Linked DNA regions of Mus musculus: regions 2, 3, 4 and 5 are each linked to region 1. A link is a contact called in public Hi-C, HiChIP or PLAC-seq and promoter capture Hi-C data. All regions are on one chromosome and are shown on one strand. The core of a region is the stretch at or near the end of the contact, and the rest is flanking DNA. Distances in the headings are between cores, read along the strand shown.

Region 1 (3,245 bases), core at 670-3,169:
TCAGTTTCCTTGTCTGCAAAATAGAGATATTCTTTTCTCACTGTATTTTGATGAGACTTAGATACGATAAAGTTCAAAGCACTTTTTAAAAGTGCACCGTGACCATTCAAATAAATGGGCTGGCGAGGACTGCCAAGATAGGAAACAGTAAGGGGCAAGGTAGAGAATTGGAGCATCCTGGCTTTGTGTATAAATTTTAATTCAACTATTTATAAGAGGTGTATTTTTTTTTTTTTGCTTCAAAGATAAAGAGCTGTGGTTATCTATAGAGAATAAAACTGCATGGTAGGGGAGGTTTCTACTTATTACACTATGTCTATTGAGAAGAGAAACGGTGTCTGGGCAATGGGGTTATGGACTTTGATTTCAGTATTATTTCCTCTTTAAAAAGCTAAACATAGTTTTTCAAGATCACAGAAAGGCCCTTGTGGTAGATTATTTTAGGTGAAGTGGAGATGTTATTGGTAAAGAGTAATCATGGCCCAGAGAAAGCAATCTTTTCAAGGCTGAGTCCCTAGGCACGGGAAGTACTGCAGGTTCATATGAGTCTTGGCATCCCTTGAATGTAGCAAACTAGGTGACAGGTTTTCTCTGCTAAGAAATCCCTTTCTCTGGCATAATATTGTTGGGAGATCATACTGTTGGCTGTGCTTGAGGGAGCTGTCTGATGCTCACACTAGAGCATTGGTCCAGAAAATTCCCCTTTCCCAAAGGTCTCCTTTTGTCCCATCTCTGGGCTGTCTTGTACTGTTTTCTTTGCTGAAGTTTTCTCTCTCCAATGGCTCTCCTCTATCTCTCTATCAACCTCAAGATAATTTCCTCCCCTTATTTACCAGTCTCAAAATAGTGAGTTTGATATGAGCTCCTTTTTTGCAAGCCTCCGGGAACACATTTCAGCATAGCAGGCGTGTGTTGTTACACCCCAGCTGTTATGTTAACATCTGTGCTCTGAGGTCACCATTCTCCTCCCCTCCTTCTCATCAAGCTAGTGACCACTAGCAGCTCTTGCCATTGCTATCCACATAGCTACATCCCATGGTCAAGCCAGAGGCTTCACTGTTTTGCATATTAAAAAAGAGGTCTAATTTATGTCCCATGAGACTCACTTTTCTAAAGCGTGCAACTTAGTATTTTTTCTTTTTCTTTTTTGAGACAGGTTTCTTTCTGTAGCCCAGGCTAGCCTTAACTTTATGGTCCTCCTGAGTGTTGGGCTCATAGGGACGAACCACCACATCCAGCTAGGTTTTTCATTCATTCATTCATAAATCTGTGGATACATCAGCAATTTCTAATCCCAGAATATTTTCCTAATCTCCAAAGGATATGCCAGATTCACTGCGTGTTACTCCAGTGCTCAGCCCTAGCTCCCGAAGCCATCGATCCACTGCCACCTGCTTGCATCTGCCCACCCCTGACATCTCTGTAATGACAGCACTATGCACACGACCTTGAGCTCCCATCTTTATCAGGGACAGCCCCCACTTCCTTCTTCTGCCTTTCTGAGCACCCTCTCTTTCCTATGCCTCCTGTCTTGGGGTACAGCTCTCAGTTTTTTCCATGCCTCCTCCTTCTCTTCTGATCCTCTTAATGTTGGGGAGCCTTTACCCCTCAGCTGAGGGATCTCTTTTCCCCAGCACTCCCCAGGCACCCCCAGGCTTGTAGATTTAAATGCTGTACATTGCCATTAACTCCTACACTTGAGCTTAGCCAGGAAATGACGTCATCAACTCCTAAATTTATACCCCTAGCAAGGACTTTCCCTCTACTTCCAGAACTTTTTGTTCATCTCCTCTCTGTTTCCCAACATGCACTGCACAGTCAGCATGCCCAGAACTGACCTTGGGGGTCACCCCCTGCCTCCAATGTCTTCCACCCACAGCTGCTTCTCTAGTTGCTCGGCTCAGAAACTTAGCAGCCATGCCTCACTTCCTCACACCCCCACTCCCTGCATTGCATCTATGTCACATTCTGCTGGCTCTTCTTCCAAAATGCACTCAGAACCTAGTTCCTCATTTTGTTCCTTGATGCTTTTTGTGCTTAGGGAAGCCTATCTGTTTTCATGTGTGTTGTGTGGATGTAGTGTATATAAAGGTGTGTGTGTGTGTGTGTGTGTGTGTGTGTGTGTGTGTGTGTATTTAGACAGGCTGGAGAAGGATTCAGGTGTCTTACTCTATGGCCAACCAGGTTATTTTTTGAGACAAAGTCTCTCACTGAACCTAAGGAAGGCTTGCTGTTTCAGCTACTCTGGCTGGCCAGTGAGTTCCCAGGATCAGCCTGTCGGTCTCTGCCCACCCTTCCTCCTCCCCGCCCCCGTGCTAGAGTTACAGGCATGGCTGTGCCAGCTTTTATGTGGGTGCTAGGGATTCAAATTCAGATTTTCTTGTCTCCATAGCCAGCGTGCTTATCCATCGAACCGTCTCCCTAGCCCATTGGGTAATGTATAAACAGCTGACGGGAGTTTCTGCCACCACCTCTATGGACATACTTAGCTTTAGAGATTGTTTTAAGACAAGTTAAGTCATGGCGTTCTTTGCTAAGAATCATTCAGTAGATCACCACATTGCTCAGAATAAAAGCCAAAGCGCACACATTGTCCATCCTGCGAGCAACGCTTTGCTCTCACGCCGTCAGACCCATCCCGCTAGTCTCTGCCTTGATGACCTGAGTCAGCCCCAGTGACCTCCTCACTCATCTCAGAGACACACCTCACAGTCTGCACTTACTGTCCTGCTTAGAGTGCTCTTCTCCACATGCCTCTTGTCCCTGTTGTTCAGTTCTTTGTTTATATGTGACTTAGTTAATCAAGTGCAACTCCACTCTCACTGATTAATTAGAGTCAGTGTCTTATGTATTCCAGACTGGTCTCTAAGTTGCTACATGCCCAAGAATGACCTTGAACCTCTGATCCTCCTGACTTCACCTCCCGTGTGCTAGAGTTACAGGTGTATATCACATACCTAGTTTATGAGATACAGGAAAACTGAACTCAGGGCTTTGGGCATGCTAGGTAACATGGTCAAATGAGCTATATCTGTACCTGACATGCACTGTTCATAATTGCAACTTGCTTTCAACTTTTCTTCCATATTCTCAATACAACTTTCTGTTCCTTTAACTGTTTTCACACACACACACACACACACACACACACACACATATAGATGCATACACAGGTACACACACATATGTGTACATAATGCATCTACATGTATACACATTTGCACACATGTTTGTTTTATTGAAAT
Region 2 (2,913 bases), core at 38-2,537, 240 kb after region 1:
AGACAGGTGGCTACAATTTCAGTTTGTCTTTAGCTGCTGTCTTGGCTTTTGATAATGGACAATGTTCTTCCTTCTAAACCTCTATTTCCCCCTCTACACTTTACTAGTTGAATGTGGAGGTCTCAGAAAATGCTGGGGTCAGGAGAATAATGACCCATGTGAAACAAGAAGGAAATCTGGTTCAAAGCAGTTCAGCAGCTGGTGTTGGTTCAAACTTCCAGAGTCTGACCCTAGGGAGTTTATTTTAGGTGTATTTAAGTACAGTTCAAGTAGGGAGGGAAAAGTTTCTTGGTGTAACCCAATCCCGTATGCACAAGGCATAATTGCAGCAAAAACTCTTTTAAAAGTACATGTCACTTCCTTCATGAAGATGTATCATCTTAAGGGCCTAACAGGGAGGATCAGGAATTGTCTCAGTCATGGAGATACTACAGAGGTCATCAGGCATAAAGTTCATGTGATATCACCCATAAAGACAGGTTCTATTGACAGAGAAAAAAAATGCTCAAGTAAAGGTCTTGGGAGGAAGAGTCTGGAATAAATGTAATAGTCTGGGGGCTAGGGGGATTCGGGAACAGACAGACCCTATAGATAATACAGATCACCGGGCTATTAACTACATCCAATCCCATGCTCTATATGTCTTTTTCCATTGAAGAGGCAACCTTGGGCATTTAACACCCTCAGTTTCCCTAATGTTTATCTGTGAGCATGAGGACCTTGTGCCCTCGGCAATTCAAGAACCCCGAATTATAACATAAAATAATTTACTTTCCAGTGTCTACTCTCACCTACACCATTTGAGATCCCCTTATCCCCTTTGTATCCTGACACCTGAGCCAGACTAGCTCTTCCTGCCTGGTTTTCATTCTGAGGAGGATGGCATTGTCCTAATTCCTGCAGCATGGCGTGATCTCCCTGTGAGCAGTGTGACCTGACCCCTGTCCCATGTGCCACAGCTTGAGCATGCCTCCGTTTTTGAGAAAGCGAAGGAGGAAGACCAGTTATAGGCCTTTTTATTTGATGAGACACCACTGCAGTATCTTTTCCTGGTTGGATTTGTAGCTTCTCTAGCCAAAACTGGCCAGGTGGCTACACACTCCATTTGACAGGTGTCCACAGGCAGATCCCCAGCGGGATCTTTAGAGGCCACCCTACTAAGCAGGTCCTGACAGAGACATGTGGCTCTAGTCAGCCATTCTGGTTCCTCCTTCCCAGTCTGTGGTTGGGCATGTGACCTTGCATGGCAGCCAGCGCCCTTGGGTGAGATCCCAGAAAGAGTTCCAATCTAGTTACCCTGTGTGGCTCACTTGGCTGGGAGGAAGCACAGAGGAAGTTTGTGAGCCCCTGCCAGACCACAGGGTGGCATGGAGACTGGCCTTCTAAGGCCAGCGGAGAATCATTTCAGGAATCAGCCAATGCCAAGAGTGCTTTTGGGGGCGAGGTGCTAGCTGCTTCTTGGGAACAGGGCTGCCCTTGATTCTCTTAAGTCCTTGGTATTGAGATCTAGGAAGGGAGTCCTCCTTTTGGCTTCTCGGCTCCTCCCCTGGGCTGAAGACATTATGATTATGCCTCAGTAAATTGAAATAGGAAGGTGAACTCTAGAAGGCTCAGAGACATCAAACCCATTTATTGCTTTCTTGCAAAGTGTGCTGCTTAGTGGTTCTTCCTCTCAGCAGAGAGGCCCATTTCCCTGGTACCACAGCAATGGAAGCCCTCATCCCCTTTTAGGCAGAGCAGAGGATGTGAGCCCAGGTGTCAGGGTGGGTTCAGCCTTCATCCTTTGGGGCCATGTGTTGTGCTTTTTGTGCCTTTTCTGGGATCATGTTCTTTGTTGAAGTTCGAGGGAAGCATCCACTGTCACCACTCCATCCCCCAGATCCCGCTCGCTCTCCACACGCGATTCTGGGCCAGCTCGAGGGAATGTTTGGGAATGTGCCCTCACCCATTTCTTACAGTGAGTGTCATGGCCCTTAAAGTATTTTGCAGAAACTATTATTTTAATTCATTTTTATGGTGGCCATGGGATTTTTAAAATTTATTATTATTTTAATAGTCTCATAGGAACTTTGGTTAAATGTAGAATAAAATCTGAAAGCTTCTATGGGAATAATGAAGAATCGGCCCTTCAAGGTCTTAAAAAATATCCCCTAGTTGCAGTTCCTTTTATGCCCACAATTCTGAATTGTAGTGTCTCTCTCCAAAGCAGCCTCTGCACTGTGACAGTGGCAGAGAGAGCTTCTGCCAGCCCTGCCAGCACTATAGCTCCAGCATCTGGAACATCCCCAGGAAGCAGACAGGGAAAGGCTGCAAGGACTGTGATAAAGCTTCTGTTTGCAGTGACATCACTAGTATCTTATACATAGCCTGGGGATTAAGCAAAAGACAGAACACCATCCGCCTTGCAGAAGGAAGGAACCAGACTAGGTAATCAGCACTCACTCTTTTTATGGCAGAAAAGTGAAACCAAACTTGTTCTCTCTCCTGAGCACCACTGGTCCAGACCAGGGCAGTAGACCTTTTTTTTTTTTTTTTTTTTTTTTTAAATAAGAAGCAGAGATAACTTTGCTTTGTGGACCTTGCAGTTTCTGTCCTCACTATTTGGCTCTGCTGCCGTGAATATAACATCCACAGTTAATACGCAAACAAGGTACTTCCGCATAGTAAAGCTTCATTTTCAATGGTAAGCTGGCAGGCCGAAGACCGGAGCTCACCAACTCTGGTATGGTGAGAAGTTCTCATTTTGAACTGTTGCCTGCTTGCCTTCACGTCACCCCAGCTCTCTCCAGTTCCTCTTGATGAGGCCCAGAGAGCAGACACATAACACTGCACACACATACACACATACATGCACACACATACATATACACACATACACATACATACATACATATACACATATACACATATACA
Region 3 (2,970 bases), core at 349-2,848, 200 kb after region 1:
GAACCATGAAGGTCACTGGGGGAATTTTTGTTCAATTGGAAGCCTTCATCGTTGTTTAACTTATGTGGACAGTGTTATGTCTTGAAAACTTAATCTTGATGTTTGTTTAGTGAATAAAAAAGAACAAAATAAAGCAGAGCCAAGTTTTTCAATCAGGTCACTTGTTCTGGGAGCCCAAGACTGACATTTCTGTCAGTCTTGCTGTCTGTCTATCTGTCCTTACCTGACTCCTTCACTTTAGTTCAGGGAGAAACCTTGGCACATCCCGCTGGCCATCTGAGCCTGGAGCTGTTTGGCTGGCACCCCCAAGTGCATCTTTCTTCCTAAGGCCTAGCCCAGGCTGTACCTGGATACCCCAATGTATCACTATTCTGCTCTTCTGCGCAATTCCCATTCATTGGATAGCTCCTAGGTGGTTTAGTCAGTGCACTGAGAGGGAGAGAGAGTGCGTGCTATCCTCAGCAAGATTTTTTAGCCAGGAGGCAATGGACACCAGCAGCTGTAACGAATACAAGGTGATAGGTGTCATAAGAAACTTGGAGACGTGAGTGGCATGGGGGCAGGGCAGGGAGAGCGTGGTGGACGGATGGTCTTTTCTGCTGTGTTCTGTCCAGGGCAGCTTCCATCTTCTTGCTGTTATCTAAAGCTCCCACACCGGCCCCCTGTGCTTCCACCTTACCATCCTGTTGCTTTAGAAGTCCTTTGCACTGTTCCTTATACACCTGTCCCTTGCCATGGTATTCCTAGAAGCCCCAAGGCAGCAGTCAGAAGCAAACAGGCTTGCCAGCCCCTGCTCACATGGAACTAACCTTTCATTGCCTTCCCATGGTTGTGTTGGGGTTTTATTTGCCAGCTAAGCCAGGAGCTCCTTGAAGAAAGATCTCTCAATATTCTTGGCCAATAACTTCTGTCCTGGGTGGATTCCCTTAATGAGAGGCTTAAAAGAATGCGTATCTGCAAAGCACACCTGCCTCCTGCCTGCCACTCACCTCAATGACTCTATTAGAGTCTATTGGTTCTGGTTTGGATGAGCAGGGCTGTGAGAGAGCAGGAGCCAGTGCAGACTGATGGGAGACAAATGGGAACTTGGGATGTCTCAATAGACAAAGACAAGGCCTTCCTGAAGAACAGAAAGCTTGAGTCACACCCCTTCTCCACACTTTTTAAAAGAAAAGGATGTGTCAATTTGTGCCTGCCTAATTCCTTTTTAAATGTGGGTCGGAGCTGCCTTCTTTGCAGGCCTTTGTCAAATCACACCTAGACTGCTGGTGAAAGGCTTGCTTCATAAATCAAGTTTAATTAATAGAAACAGGAAAGGTGAACCACAGGGCTGACAACTCTGGTGAGACACGACTTCATGCCTGCCCAGAGGGGCCTCCCACTTGGGGATCTGGCTAGCCCTGGATAGCTTGGATTTGCTTCTGAGCAGATATGGCTGGCCCACGTACAGTCCTCATGCCAGAAGAATTGTTATTGTCTTAATTTTTTTTTTTTTGACAGGAAGAAACATCAAAACAGACTGAGTTGGGGCCAGGCAGGCTTGGAACTTGAAGCCAAGCTGACCTATTTTCAGCGTGGCTTTATCAAAGCCTGCTTTGTAATTCTACTTCCCGACATAACTGGTGTCTTGTGAACTGAGCACCTGGCTTGAGAAAGGGGCAGGGGAGAGCATGAAGGTCTTGTCCTTGTATAGGGAGCTGTTTGCTGCTGGGCTGGGGCTGAGCCTTCCCAGAGGGCACCTGCTACAGTGGGAAGATCTCATGGGGTGGGAGCAGTGGCAGCCCTTTAGTTGCGGGGCTAGTCCTTGCCTTAAGTGCTTTTATAACAAGCCCATTCCATTTGCCCTTGTCGGCTTCCCTATGAGGGAGACATGCTCTCTGTTTTACCCTTGATCCCTAGTGGAGGAAACTAGAGCTCTTATGAGCAGGCGCTGAGAAGCCTGCGGTGCTCTGCCCTGGTAACAGGGCAGGTGCAGGCCAGAGCAGAGCAACCACCTTGGGTCTGCACCTCTGGAAATCTGTTTCTTTTCACATCTCTTATTTTCTTCCTTGTTTGGTTTAAGTAGTTCGAGCTATGGGTCAGGAACAAAATAGGTTCCAAATTGTGTACAGGGTCTATGTGTAATGGGGCCAGAAAGTATTCCTCCTCTTGAGAACACTGGAACTCTCCTGAGGACTCTAGTGACAGGCTGGACACTTTGTTGATTCGGGCACGAGATCCTTGTAGGCTGGCAATCAATCTCGCCACAAAGTGTGGTGGCCAAGGGAATTACTTCATGCAAAGAAAAGGATTTCCCATTGGAATTTCCCTGTGTTCTCATTCTCTCTTGTTCATTCTCTCTCTCTCTCTCTCTCTCTCTCTCTCTCTCTCTCTCTCTCTCTCATGTGCTTTCTTAAAGAACAAACAGCTCGTAGTCCTGGGCCAGCCATTCTTTGTCTAGTCTCTGGTTTTACTTATTTTTCTCTGAGGTAATAGTTCCTTACCTGATTTTTCTAACACTCTATATTGTTTCCAGTGATAAGACAGAATATCATTTAAAAATGACAAAGTTAATGCTCCCTCATTAAAATCATTGTGGACCACAAACAGTATTTAGAAGGGCTGGAGACTATCCAGGAAGTCATACCACTAATGATAACTCTTTATGTTTGTTCTGTGTCAGTCTCTCCCTGTGTAGTCCCGTCTGGCCAGGAACTCACTGCATAGAACAGCCTGGCTTTGAACTCACAGAGATTCACCTGACTCGGTCTTCAAGTTCTGACTAAGAGCTGTCCACCACCATCAAGCCCCTTGTAGAGAGGGCCAGTTTGAGGAAGGGTGATAAGACTGTGGACTCTGTGGGACACACTGAGTTTGGGACACCTGCAAAGTGCTGGGTGGGGTGACAAGCTACGATTTCACTCACTGCCATAAATGAATATGCAAATGAAACAGTAGACATGAGCCAGGCTATCACATTCTGTGTTCTAA
Region 4 (3,238 bases), core at 428-2,927, 130 kb after region 1:
TAAGAACGCAGAATATCTCCTTTAGTAGTGAACCCCATCTGCAGTCTCCTATGAAGTGGGGACACATTTTTTTCAAGGACAAACTTGGTGACAGCTGACCCAGCACACAAAGCACAAAATCAGCTCCTGTGAAGGTTTAGCCCTTGAAGTGTAGTTTACAGATGATGTGTGTGAAAAGCCTTACAAACAGGTTGAAGATGTCCTAGGTGCAGCTGGTGTGCTTCTAGACTTGCGATTAAGGACAGGACTCTGGGGACAAGATCGTGAGCAGAGACGAGACCTGGGTCAGCACACCTCTGTACCTCACCTCCAATGCCTCATTGGGGGGTTCATCTGAGTCAGTTCCTTGCTCAGCACTGACCAGGGCCCGAGTTCCTCTGTGTTGATTGAGCAGAGGAAGTTTTTAGGCTGAATTACTTGGCTGGCTGCCTCTGTTTTCCTTTCACATAGCCTGTGGATATCTGGCCTTTTCAGCCAAGGAAAATGGAAATAGTTTTAAACACTCACTTGAGCCATGACTTTCAGCTGTGTATTAATTTGCTGTTCATTCTTTGATTTTCATATCCTCTGAGAAGCAATGAAATAGCAAGGAGAAGCCTCCTGGGACCGGTGGACACACCAAGTAGCCTGGAGCTGTGGCAGAGGCTAGGGAGAGCGGGCTCATGCCCGTTGGCTAGCTTTGCCCACAGAGCCCCCCCTGCTCTCCTGTGCGCTCTCTCCCTTCCTTCTTCCCTCCATCCTCTCTCCCTATGCCTCTTTCTTTCCCTGCATCCTTTGCATGTTTGAGCTTTTACTTAAGATTTATTTCGGGCAACCATTTCTGACAACTTCTTTGTAGGCAGTAGAGGAAGTATCTGTCCTATCCCTGTTTGGGTCAGTAAGGACTCTAGCTGAGCGTTTGAGGCTAAGTTCTCATACCTGCCTTCTGGGAGCAAGCCTCAGGGTGGATTATGTACTAAGACCTTGCCTCCTGCTCACAGCTTAGCTCTTTGAGATGTAGAAGTAAGGTTCTTACCACCTTGAACGAGCACAGTCCCTATAAGTCTCAATAAATAAGTGCTTTCCTGTTGTGACTAATTCTGTGACAAATAGTCTTATCTCCATTTTAAAATGAGGCAGAGGGCTAGACCAAGGCAGGAACTTATTCCAGTTTGCTTCACAAACTGTCTCCTAAGGAACAGGGACTATGGGATGCAGAGGAACTAGGAGGCCATTGAGTATCTGGTAGGGATGTTGAGAGTCCATCGTGAGGGAGCTAGAACTAATGGTGAAACGGTCAATATATCGTTTGGCCTTGTTTTGTTATTTCCTGCTTTAGGTATATGATTTTCTTGGCAAAGCCTGAAGGTGACCTATCTAATTCCCGTATATCCGAAGCTCTCAGACTGTGTCAAGCTAGTTCAGTAGATCCTAGTGAGGAGTCAGAGGTTAGCCGCTGGCCTCAGGACCTTATGGTTCAATGGGGTCGGGGCGGAGAGCAGAGACAACCCTTTAAGTCGATGTGAGGATTCCGCTGATTACAAGAAGTAGGCACAAGCAACACAGGATTAAGTAAGAGAAGAATTTATTGCTTCACAAAACCGACCAGTCCAGAGATAAATCCTGGAGTAAGCTCAGGGCTCAAATGATGTCATCGGGATCTGGTTTCTTTCTTCCCCATTCTGGCTCCACTTCCTGTGTGTCTACTCCATTCTCAGACTTCTCCTCCCTCAGAATTGCAGGAGGTGGCCAACAGTGTCTAAGCTTATACCCTGTCACTTCCTTCCTTTCCAGAGATTTCACCTCCCTTCAGTCCAAGAAAGTGTGTGAGCTTTGGTCCAACCTATCAGACAGTTTTGTTCCCTCCAATTGGTTCAGATCGGGTCACATGTACCTTCTGAACCTGCCATGAACAGAAGGCTGCAAGGAGCATTGACGTCCCCAGGTCTGTGCTTCACCTGGAGATCCAGGAATGAGCAGTTGGTCCCTCACTAGGTTAGAAATGGAGAGATTCAAGCTCTGATTGCTAGGCAACAGTAACTTAGTCAGGCTTGACCTCTGACCTGAGCCACTGTTGAGGCTGTAATTCTACTTGACAGTCCCTTGACCAGAGTTTCTTCTGATGTGAGTATATGCTGCAGTTGTGGCTACACTTGGATTTGGATCCAGAGTTCTCTCTCTCTCAGGAACATTCTTCTCGTGGTGAGTGTTAGGGATTTAGTATTAGAAATCTCCATGATGATAGCTGTTTGAATTCTGAGACACGTAAAGGTTCGTGAGGACGGCTGGCAGTGTGACTCATATAAACATGAAGGAATCTTTCATCTATCTGCACTTCTGCATAGTAGAGACTTTGGGGATGTGCAAGGGTGATCCCGTGAATGTTTTGTCCTCAGCACTGAGTATTGGGCACACTGGTCTTAGAAACCATAACCACCTCATGGGGCCATTGTGAGGGAGCGATGTGGGTGAGGCAAACACCTGGAATGTAGGAAGCAGCAGCGCGAGAGGTGAGTGCTGTGTGTCCTAACCTGTCAAATAAGCAGGGTGTCCCACCGGGGGGTCTCTTGGAAGCTTGTGTTAGGGTTAGCAGCCCATGCACTTCCTCGGCCGACCCCCACTAAGGGCCTGAGCTTCTAGATGGGGAGATGTTAGAAAGCATCCCCGAGTCTCAGCCCTCACGGAGTGCAGGCAACCAAATCCCCGGACTTCACGGTCAGTTCCTCCCTCGGGTGATCCGTACTACAAGCCTGTGGTGAAGTGAAGCAGGAATCTGAGGTGCTGCTCTATAGACCGGGACCCTCAGCACTCAGAAAGATGGAGTGAGCTACCAAGTGACCAGAAAGTTATGGGGCAAGGCCCGCTCTCAGGGTCTCCTTGGGTGTCCCACCTCCACTGGCACATTCTGCCCATCCAGCTTGGGTTTTTTCATCTTGTGACTTAGTTTGTTGAGTTCCTAGCTTTTATGGATTTATTTAGAGAGCCATATGGTGCAGCTCACTCAGCTCATCCTGCTAAGCTCCGACCGAGTTCCTATGGTAGACACGATTGTTCTTTCATGGTCTTTGTTCATTGGCTTGACTGATCAGTTGTGTACTTGCAAACCTCTTCTGTCATTAAAACAGATTACCACGGTTTGTATTACATGAAGTAACATCAGTCAAGTTTACGCATTTTGGTTATAGTCAAGTAGCTTCCCAATTAGAATGGGAACAGCTTGTCTAGCAGTCTCACGTCATTTGTCTTGGTGTGTTTTATC
Region 5 (3,197 bases), core at 364-2,863, 170 kb before region 1:
CCCAGGAAACAGCATGCTTACAAGCCTGATGTGAGGCAGAAGGTTCCAGAAGGAATCCAATTTGCCCAGTCAACTTTGTGGGAAGAATCCACTGTCATGGGGTGGGGACAGTTATCAGGACTGGGGACTTAAATACTAATTTTCAAACTGGGTCCTCTTTCTTTCAGGGTAGAGGGAAGCAGCAGCCTTCCTCTTTCTACAGAAGGGACGAGTCATTGTGGTTTCCTCTCTCTAGCTCAATCCCCAATGTACATTTAAAATAAGGTTTGGAGCCCCACATCTCTGCCAGGGTCCCCCATCCCTGGAAGTTTCAAGCCTCCACGGGTGGGGCAGCACTTCTCTTTTTATTTTTTTTATTTTTTTATTTATTATATGTAAGTACACTGTAGCTGTCCTCAGACACTCCAGAAGAGGGAGTCAGATCTCGTTAAGGATGGTTGTGAGCCACCATGTGGTTGCTGGGATTTGAACTCCTGACCTTCGGAAGAGCAGTCGGGTGCTCTTACCCACTGAGCCATCTCACCAGCCCCTGCAGCAGCACTTCTCTTGATCTCAGTCGGCAAAGAGCTGTCTAGACTTCTATTCCTTCTAGGTAGTTTTCCAGAAGGAACTTAGGTATCTTGGGCTATTAGAACCCTCTTGTATCCTCCCAGGAAGAGTTCTCGTTTGTTTGGTTTTGTTGAGACAAGGTCTCTCATGAACAGGCTGGCGTCCACACTCTATTCTCCTGCTTTCTCCCCCTGAGCACTGGAGTATTATTCTGAGCCTCCATCTGTGGTTTACTCTGTGGTGGGGGTCAAACACAGCGCTCTCTGCGTGCTAGAAAAAACGATCATCTGCCCAGCCCAGGAAGTCATTTCTTTGGGTAAGTATAATGTAACAGCTTAGTGTTCTGGGCTTTGGGGACAGAAAAATGGAGTCCCTGGCTCCCATTTGGTGCTCAGACTTTGGGCCCAGGGGACCCTTAATGAGTGAATGAGTTACAGCTGACAATCAAATCCCTCTTATGAGCTTGACTGAGCAAGGGGAGCTCTGAACCGTGGGCTCAGGAAAGACAGTGAGATGGGGGCAGAGGCAATTCCCACAATTGTCTGAGGAGCAGTGCTGAGACAAACTGGCTAGAACCTCTCGCCCTGGAGACCTCCCAGCTCCTTCTCTCGGGCAGGACTGGAACCGGCAGGCCTGGCGGCGTGGCTCTGCTCAAGCCAGCAGGAAGAGGAATGAGGCCAGGCAAGGCGGGCCAGCTGGCCAGTGGGGAGTCCCGGGTGTGGGCGCAAGTAGTTGGGGAAGCCCCGTCGGTGCCTCCTGGGCTCCATTGTGTGTGCAGTGCTCAACCCCACCCCCCAACTTGGCCTCGGAGTCCTCCTCTATAAATTAGTCCCCTGAGATGGGATGGCCTGCGTGCCACTGGCAGGCGAGGCGCCACAAGAGCCAGAGACGGCTAACAGATCTGGGGACCCAAGGACTTGCAACTCAAAGAGGCTGAGACGCGCTGGACCCCCAGCTCACGTGGGCGGAGCTTCGAAGGGGCGGGCGCCCGTGGGGCGGGTCCTGAGTGGGGGCGGGACCGGGGCCGGCACCTGGGTGAGGTCGCGCAGCCCCTCCCCTTTGCACTTCCGTGTGCCGCGGCGCCAGAGCAGGAGGCGGCGGCCGCGGGGATCCCGCGAGCGGCCCGTGGACATCTACCCTTCGAGCCGGGACCCGGGAGGTCCCCACTGGCCTCCGGACCCGTCCGGATCAGACTTGTGCCTACCTCCCCGTCCACGCGCATCCGGGAGAGCCGCGCCACGAGACGGACCCCGGCTCGCCGGGACCCCTGGCGCCTGGCCCTGCGTCGGGAGGTGAGTGAGAGCTGGGCCCGGGCGCGGGGTCCGAGTTAACTCGAGGGCGCAGCGGCCTTTCTCCCCCTTTTCCTCGCCCGTAGTCTCCATTCCCCGCTTTCTTCTCTGGCTCCTGGTTCTGAAACTGAGAAACTGAGCCAGGAGCAGCCAAAGTCCCGCCGAGCACGGAGACCCGCCGGTGCCTCCATACCCTGGTCGGTCTGACCCTCTCTTCGACGGCTGGAGCCCAGGCCCGACTACTCCCAGCATCTTTAACCCCCTACTCCACCCCTGTGTGTCTTTATCCCCGCCGAGGGACCGTCCGATCTTCTCAAATCTCTCAGGGGACTCTGCACATTCGTCGGTCCCCACCCCCTCTTGCCTGGTCCTCTGCTCCCAGGCCAGGTCTGTTTGCCCCTCGCCGTCCGTGTACTCCGTCTCCCCACCCCCACCAGATCCGCCGTCCCCTCGACCCAGTCCTCCCAGAGCCGCACCCCCAGCCCACGCTCGCCTGCCCCTGCCAGTCCAGTCTCCGGTCCTTTTCACCACCGGGCGGAGGGCGGGCCGCCTGTCTCCCTAGCCTCCAGTGCTTGGGTCCCAGGCGGGCGGACTCTCACGGCGCCGCCTCCTTGCCCTATCTCTTCTTTCAGTCTCGGTGTCTTTCTTGGCTTTCCATCTGTCTCTGAGCTGGGCGTGGCTCCAGCCTCCACCATTCCCCTGTCCTCTCTGATCCCCCGTGTCCCTTCTCCGGGTGGTCTCTGCCTGGTGCTGTCAGTCTCTGTCCCACTGGAGAGACGCCACCCCCTCTGGGGGCCCAGTAAGGTGATGAGGACAGCAGTGACGGGAGTGCTCTGCCCTGCCGGCTGGCAGTGGAGAGGGAGCACCATCACAACTGCTCCCACTTCCCCAACTCTCTTATACAGGGGAGGGGAGAGAAGGGAGCCTCACTCAGCACCCCACTCAAACCTGGAGGACTTAGACTGAGTGGGGGAGATCCCTTTTTCCTTTGGCCGCTACCCTGGGCCCTCGGAGGAGTCTGGCTTCTGTTGCTGTAGTATCTGTGTCTGGACTTGTGAGTATAGTGTGTATCTTGTCTCTTTGTGTATTATTTGTCATAGTGGGACTTCCCCTGTGAATGTGTCCTTTTTCACGTGTGACTTGCATATACTTCATGGCTGTCTGTGTGTTCTGAGGCTTGGTGTGTGCCCCGTGCAACTTGGTAATCATGCCTTGTATGTAGAGGCTTCCCCTGTATATTTTGTGCCTTGGCTTGCTCATGTCTCTGTGTCCCTGTGTGTTCCAAAGGTCTGTGCATTATATCACAACAACCCTCTGGCCAGAGTACATTCATTCCTTTAATTGTGGGAGCCCACGCTA

The links. Hi-C and Micro-C count contacts between places; a contact is called where the count stands out from the background. HiChIP or PLAC-seq counts read pairs in DNA pulled down with a chosen protein or histone mark. Capture Hi-C pulls out chosen DNA fragments and counts their contacts.
Region 2: a Hi-C map of cerebral cortex shows a contact between it and region 1, with 2.9 times the contacts expected there. The contact joins the enhancer-like site here to the promoter of 4831407H17Rik in region 1. A contact is called at or near these places in 1 of 39 promoter capture datasets (embryonic stem cells), 1 of 15 datasets of contacts at CTCF or cohesin (large pre-B cells), 9 of 484 Hi-C or Micro-C datasets (the HPC-7 cell line, bone marrow-derived macrophages, cerebral cortex and 4 more) and 4 of 115 datasets of contacts at active chromatin or transcription factors (bone marrow-derived macrophages, embryonic stem cells, microglia and 1 more).
Region 3: a contact with region 1 is called in an H3K27ac HiChIP or PLAC-seq map of double positive thymocytes, with 2.9 times the contacts expected there. The contact joins the enhancer-like site here to the promoter of 4831407H17Rik in region 1. A contact is called at or near these places in 1 of 39 promoter capture datasets (cranial neural crest), 8 of 484 Hi-C or Micro-C datasets (CD8 T cells, cerebral cortex, cortical neurons and 5 more) and 3 of 115 datasets of contacts at active chromatin or transcription factors (bone marrow-derived macrophages, double positive thymocytes and oligodendrocyte precursor cells).
Region 4: a contact with region 1 is called in a Hi-C map of bone marrow-derived macrophages, with 2.2 times the contacts expected there. The contact joins the enhancer-like site here to the promoter of 4831407H17Rik in region 1. A contact is called at or near these places in 8 of 484 Hi-C or Micro-C datasets (the HPC-5 cell line, bone marrow-derived macrophages, cerebral cortex and 4 more) and 3 of 115 datasets of contacts at active chromatin or transcription factors (bone marrow-derived macrophages, embryonic stem cells and microglia).
Region 5: a contact with region 1 is called in a promoter capture Hi-C map of liver. The contact joins the promoter of Prkcd here to the promoter of 4831407H17Rik in region 1. A contact is called at or near these places in 1 of 115 datasets of contacts at active chromatin or transcription factors (double positive thymocytes) and 1 of 9 other capture datasets (liver).

Annotation. Positions count from the first base shown.
Region 1 is chr14:30,456,710-30,459,954 of GRCm38.p6, reverse strand. 4831407H17Rik (RIKEN cDNA 4831407H17 gene) reads right to left here and starts at 1,919. Exons shown (of 4, transcript NR_131095.1): 1 at 1,839-1,919; 2 at 1-13. It also overlaps a transcript of Cacna1d not described here.
Region 2 is chr14:30,216,640-30,219,552 of GRCm38.p6, reverse strand. All of the region lies in intron 3 of Cacna1d (calcium channel, voltage-dependent, L type, alpha 1D subunit), which reads left to right. It overlaps Gm52107 (a long non-coding RNA gene), which reads left to right. Exons shown (of 2, transcript XR_003951104.1): 2 at 1-2,913. Among named protein-coding and RNA genes, the nearest start is that of Gm52107, 6.0 kb to the left of the region's middle. Within about 2 kb of position 1,287, at least 37 of the 459 cell types and tissues checked have an H3K27ac peak or open chromatin away from gene starts, as enhancers often do. A contact at or near this core is called in bone marrow-derived macrophages, cerebral cortex, microglia and 1 more, where this site is marked.
Region 3 is chr14:30,256,544-30,259,513 of GRCm38.p6, reverse strand. The region is part of intron 3 of Cacna1d (calcium channel, voltage-dependent, L type, alpha 1D subunit); the gene reads left to right. Among named protein-coding and RNA genes, the nearest start is that of Gm52107, 34 kb to the right of the region's middle. Within about 2 kb of position 1,598, at least 18 of the 459 cell types and tissues checked have an H3K27ac peak or open chromatin away from gene starts, as enhancers often do. A contact at or near this core is called in double positive thymocytes and forebrain, where this site is marked.
Region 4 is chr14:30,323,635-30,326,872 of GRCm38.p6, reverse strand. All of the region lies in intron 3 of Cacna1d (calcium channel, voltage-dependent, L type, alpha 1D subunit), which reads left to right. Among named protein-coding and RNA genes, the nearest start is that of Cacna1d, 28 kb to the left of the region's middle. Within about 2 kb of position 1,677, at least 16 of the 459 cell types and tissues checked have an H3K27ac peak or open chromatin away from gene starts, as enhancers often do. A contact at or near this core is called in bone marrow-derived macrophages, where this site is marked.
Region 5 is chr14:30,624,624-30,627,820 of GRCm38.p6, reverse strand. It overlaps Prkcd (protein kinase C, delta), which reads left to right and starts at 1,613. Exons shown (of 18, transcript NM_011103.3): 1 at 1,613-1,841.